Linked DNA regions of Mus musculus: region 2 is linked to region 1. Evidence: chromatin contacts called from public HiCAR-type data. All regions are on one chromosome and are shown on one strand. Each heading gives the region's core, a stretch centred on a gene start, on an enhancer-like site or on the middle of the called end of the contact. The rest is flanking DNA. Distances are from core to core; before and after follow the strand shown.

Region 1 (2,839 bases), core at 210-2,709:
GATCAGAAAATGCTACAATTTTATTTAATAGGCAACAGCTATGTATGTATGTATGTATGTATGTATGTATGTATGATGTATGTCAGTGTCTTAGTCAGGGTTTCTATTCCTGCACAAAACATCACGACCAAGAAGCAAATTGGGGAGGAAAGGGTTTATTTGGCTTACACTTCCGCATTGCTGTTCATCACCAAAGGAAGCCAGGACTGGAACTCAAACAGGTCAGGAAGCAGATGCAGAGGCCATGGAGGGATGTTCCTTGCTGGCTTGCTTCTCCTGGCTTGCTCAGCTTGCTTTCTTGTAGAACCCAGAACTACCAGCCCAGAGATGGCACCACCCACAATGGGCCCTTCCCCCTTAATCACTAATTGAGAAAATGCCCCACAGCTGGATCTCATGGAGGCATTTCCCCAACTGAAGCTCCTTTCTCTGTGATAACTCCAGCCGTGTCGAGTTGACACACAAACCAACCAGTACAGTCAGATATGGTGTTGATTCTCATCATGGGTAGTTAACGGGTAGGCTTTGGGGAGAGCGGTTTTCTTGGCCCAGATGATTCTGGGAAATGGCTGCCTAAACAAATGAACCAGGCTTTTGTTTGTCTTGTCTTACTATGGGACTTCCCAGAAGTGTCCATAGAGTCTCCCAAAGGTGGACAGATGGGTGTCACACAACACTTACTTTGTTAGACAGCAAGCATTCTTCATAAAATCACATATATTCAGGTCTCTAGGGATTGGAACTCTGCACTTGAGTTCTTGGTGGTGTTATCTCTGTTAGATCTTGATATCAGGGTTATGATAAACCTGGAAATATGTTTTTTTTTTCTTTTGCCTGTAGCAAGTTTTTGTTGGAGACAAGGTCTCTTTTCAAATCCTCTGTGGCTTTCGGGCAACTCACTATGTAGACCAGGTTGGTGTTGAACTCACAGAGATCTGCCTGCCTCTGCATCCCAAGGGCTGGAATTAAATGGAGCACCACTGTGCTGGGCTCTGTACCAGTTAAGAACACAGATTGTCTGTTTCCTTATGGTGCGTTTGGACTTGTTATAAACCCATTTGGATCAGTGGTGTTTCTGAGTGACACAAGTACCTGGATTGTATGCACACATTTGAGAATTGTCCCCACGGGATCTTTTCCTTGACAGCCTGCTTGGCACCATTTGCTTCAGGAGCTGACTATTTTGGAAAAGCACAGGATGTGTGACTATGAGTCCCGATGCCTGAGCAAATCCAAGCCGGCTACCGTGTGATCCTCTGTTTTAAATATCCCGTTTAGCACATGTCCCCTCCAGGGCCTGCAGGCCTGGCTGTGTAGGGGCAGGTGGTTCAGGGATCAAAGGCTGCTGATGCCTCCTTTTCTTACAGCCTGAGGGTCCTGCTCCATTTCTTCCTGACTTCTGTACCTTTCCCCAGGCACTGCAAGGGCAGGCATGCTACACTAGATCCCTCCTCAAGGCTTGCCCCCAGGCCTCTGTGGGTAAATCATTTGCCCAGCAAGAGGGGCAAGCTGAGACCTGCTCTGAGAGTGGGGTCAGTCTGAGGCCCGGCTGCACCGCATTAGGTTAGCCGGATTGTGGGCAGAGCAGAGGGGATCGCCCCGGGGTGCAGTCAAGCCTACAAGGGACAGGTGGGAAGGCGTCTCTGCAAAGGGCCACTCCGGGCCTGCAGGCCTGGGTGTCAGAGCGTCTTGCAGGGACCTACAGCTGGGCTGAGCGGTGGACGAGGGGGACGGCGAGGCCTAGCAGAGCCGAGCGGAGGCCGACTGGGGGCGGGGACCGAGGGCACCGGGGGCCACAGGGCGGTGCGCTCCCGGGCTCCGCCGCAGGCTGCACGCCCCTCCCGCCCCGGCCCCGGCCCGAGCCGCTGCTGCCGCCGCCGCCGTCGCTGCCGCCGCCAGGCCGCGCCCCGCCCCTCGCCGCCGCCGCTCCCGGGGAGGCTGCGCTCGAGCTGCGGCGCCGGCTGCAGCCGCCTGGGCCCCGGGCCCGGCTCCTCCCGCGCCGCCCGGGCGATGAGAAGCTGCTTCTGCGTCAGACGGAGCCGGGACCCGCCGCCGCCGCAGCCGCCGCCGCCCCAGCGGGGAACAGTTAAGTGAGGCCCGCGCGGGAAGACGGGCGGGGACGGGCGGGCACGGGAGGAGCCGGCCGGGCCCAGGCCTGCGGGCGGCTCGCCCAGCCCCGCGTGGGGACAGGCCCCGTGAGGGCGGCCTCCGCCCGGCGCGGTGCCGCAGGCTCTCGGGGGGCTCCGGCTCGGCCTTGCGGCGGGAGCGAGCTGGGGACTCGAGTCGCAGCAGCGCTCCGAGGGTGGAGCCAGGTGAGGGGCGACGATCTCCACCGGGGCACACGCTGGGGACAGTTCCCTTGACTCGCCTGGCCTGGGGTCCGGCTCTCAGCTGTCACGTGGGTGCGGATGAGCGCGCACCTGACCCTCAGACATCATTACCTGGGGGCACCCGAACTGTAGGGCACCTGTCTGCAAGGTGACCAGCCATCCAGGAAGCGTGGTGGGCATGTTGATTAGCCTCCCCTTGCAATGACTCCAGCCAGGGCAAGTGAAGCCCAAGGGACTGATTAGCACCGCACCAGGGACCACATCCTCAGAGACAGACACAGTGAATAAGGTAGAGCCAGGAGCATCTTTGTTTTCTTTGTCTTTAGCACACAGCTGTCCCTAAATTATCAGCCTGTTTCTTCTGTCCCCTGACCCCAACGACCTGTTCAGCAAGACAAGGCAGGCCCAAGGCAAATGGCCATAGCCCCTACTCCCTGCCCCCACGGGAGACCCAGAGCGCCTGGATTTCAGCCACATTGGCAGACAGCAGGCAAGGCTCCTCTTTCAGG
Region 2 (2,844 bases), core at 299-2,798, 1.2 Mb before region 1:
CAAACGTACAGCTAATTTTTAGGAAAAAAAATATTTAGTGAGATAGTATATTAAGTAGTTTTCAATCCAATGACAAGTTGGTATCAGAAAAGGATATTGTAATAGAATGTTGCATACAAATCTTTATATAAGTTGAATTTGGCCTGAGGCTGCTTTCCTTTGGCCTTGAGTTTCCCTATAGCCAAATACTACCTTCATGTACAAAACGAAACTGAAAGCCCAGTTTAACAATATACTTTTGAAAAAACTAGCTGAGTGTGGTATCAGACCATCTTCAAATAAGACAAATGCTCATCTGCAACCAACGAAGCTGTCCTTGCAGATTCTATTTCTGTCCATAAGTGCTGTCCATTCTCAGAACCCTGATTCACTGAGAGGGTCAGCCTATGAGATAGTGTGTGTTTCTACATGCAGACTTCACAGGAGCTATGGCAACTCAGGGAGGGAAGCAGGGGTGTGGAACCATCACTTAATCTTTCAGTGATCCAGGTTTCTGGAACCCACTGAATACTTCCCTAATTCTATAGGAATCATTACTTAGAAGTAATAATTTACTAATCAGGGGAAGTAACATAGGACCTCATAATAATTTAATGAGGATTTGATAAGAATAATTCTAGATGGTTTATAATTTCAGATTTTTTAAGAGAAGACTATGATGTAGGATACAAAATAATTGAATTGTCTAGTGATATAGAATGCACTGCAACCAGAGACATGGGAGCCAAATAAACCCTTTCCTCCCGGAGTTGCTTTCTGTCACAATGTCTTACCACAGCAATGGAAACCTTAACTAAGACATCTAGGAAGTGGTTAAGGGACATGCCCAGAGCCCCAGTGAGATGGCTCGGTGGGTAAGGGCATTTTCTGTGCTAATTTGACGTTCTAAGTTCTGTATCTGTAGCCCACGGAAAAGTGGAGAAAACCCGACTCCACAAAGTTGTCCTTTGCCCTCCATATGCGCATCACGATATGTGTCCCGTGTCCGTCCCCCCACCCCCATCATCCACACATGCTTCAAAAAGGAAAAAAGGAACAAGCTCAGAGTCACAGAACTGAGGTTAAACAGCAGAGCCCTCAGGACCGCCAGCCCATCTCCATCGCAGTTATCCCGCAGACGGTGACACACCCCGGCACTCTTCCCTCTCTGCGGGAACCTCATCCTTCTAAGCGCCGCACCCCAACTTTGCGACTCAGCAGCGCCCCGACCTAGGCTGTGCACGCCTCTCCTCCCCTGCCCTCCCTCCCCTGCCCACGCCGGCCCCGGCCCTCCTCCTTCCCGTCCAATCCCCTTTCCAAGCACACTCCCCCGCCCCGAATGCGTCCGGAGCCGGCACACCTCACGCTGGACCAGGGCTTTCCGGCCTTTGCCGCCCGCCACCCAGGCTCGGTCCGGACGCCGAAGTACACTCACCGCCTCAGCACGGGAAGGAACGGCCTAGCGGGAGGGGCGAGGCGGAGACGCCGGGATACTTCCCCTCAGGAGACCGACAGCACAGCAGCCATTTTGTTGTGTTGTGCCGGTTGCCGAGAGGGCCAGCTTGGTGTGGGCGGGGCTTGTTATCGCCACGCCCCCGACACGGACTAGTGGACGGGACGGGGCGGAGGCGCTTCCCGCCACCCTTGCCGCCTCTGCGCGCGCTCAATTTGGGGGTGCGAAGCTTCCGGGTATGAACCTGGCGGGCTGTGGTCAGCCCTCTGGGCGCCGAGTCTGTGAGGAGAGATTTTTTCCACTGAAGCAATGGGGGAAGGCTTACGTTCCTCTCCCTAAGGCAACAACCGGAGGAACCAGTATGGAGATGTTCACAGCATTCGATCTTGGGATGATGGAAGGCAGGCCTTGAGCTCTCCCGTGTCTCGATGCACACTATCCTTTACGCGACTATTTTGGAGGCAAATTGTCATACTTGGAAACTGATCGAGCCGGACGTGGCTGCACCTCAAGACTGCTTGGGCTCCAGTGACCATTCACTTGAGCTATATGATCCTAGGATTCACAGTCCAAGAGTGCCCCTTATGTTAGTACAAAAGAACTAAAGCAAGCATTTACAGAGACTTGAGCAGATCATGCCCCAAAGAGCAGCCTTCTACTGTATTTCCTAATTGTCTGCACCATGTGCTTGCGGAGGCCAGAAGAGGGCATCAGATCCCACATAACTGCAGGTACAGACCTTTGTGAGCTGCCATTTGGGTAGAGGAATCGAACCTGGGGCCTCTGGAAGAGCAGTTATATGCTCTTAAGCACTGAGCCATCTCTGCACCCTCTCCATCATCTTTCTTAACTACCTTGTTCTCCAGTCAGGCATTAACGTTTCCTTTCTTTACCACAAACTTCCTGGCTCATTTTTCTAACACTTTTACAAATTTCCTTTCTGCCTCAATTTCTACTCTCATGTAACATATAATCGTCCCCATTTCCAGCAGTTAACCTTAATGATTTGAAAGAACTTAGAACAGTAGCTGATAAGTCTAATTTTTATCATTAAGCAAGACTTCTTAGAAGTCAACTTTCATCTTAACTCTGAAAGAAGAGTTTAACCAAGGGCAGGTGTTTGCTTGGCAAAGAGAACAGCTTGTACAAACCCCAGGAAGGATTGGGAAAGTTGGCAATGAGCTGGACATTAAGTAATTCAGGGCGGTTTGAAGAAAACATAAGTAATGCACAAATGCAGTTCAGTATGAATTATGCAAACGTCTGGTGTGGTGACGCTAAATATGAAGGGGAACCTTTTAAGCAGCATGAAGCCTGTTTGTAGAAGCTGAGGTCGTTTGACCTAATGGGAAGTTCTGATCATTTCCAGCAGGAGGCACTATTGGATCTGGTGGGCATGGTCCTCTCTTTCT

What was found. HiCAR-type assays count read pairs that join an accessible place to other places.
Region 2: a contact with region 1 is called in a HiCAR-type map of astrocytes, with 2.3 times the contacts expected there. The contact joins the promoter of Cntrl here to the promoter of Mvb12b in region 1. A contact is called at or near these places in 1 of 39 promoter capture datasets (erythroid cells) and 2 of 115 datasets of contacts at active chromatin or transcription factors (astrocytes and extraembryonic endoderm stem cells).

Annotation. Positions count from the first base shown.
Region 1 is chr2:33,886,566-33,889,404 of GRCm38.p6, reverse strand. Mvb12b (multivesicular body subunit 12B) reads left to right here and starts at 1,459. Exons shown (of 10, transcript NM_175184.4): 1 at 1,459-2,085. The coding sequence starts at 2,011.
Region 2 is chr2:35,108,200-35,111,043 of GRCm38.p6, reverse strand. Cntrl (centriolin) reads right to left here and starts at 1,548. Exons shown (of 44, transcript NM_001379274.1): 1 at 1,415-1,548.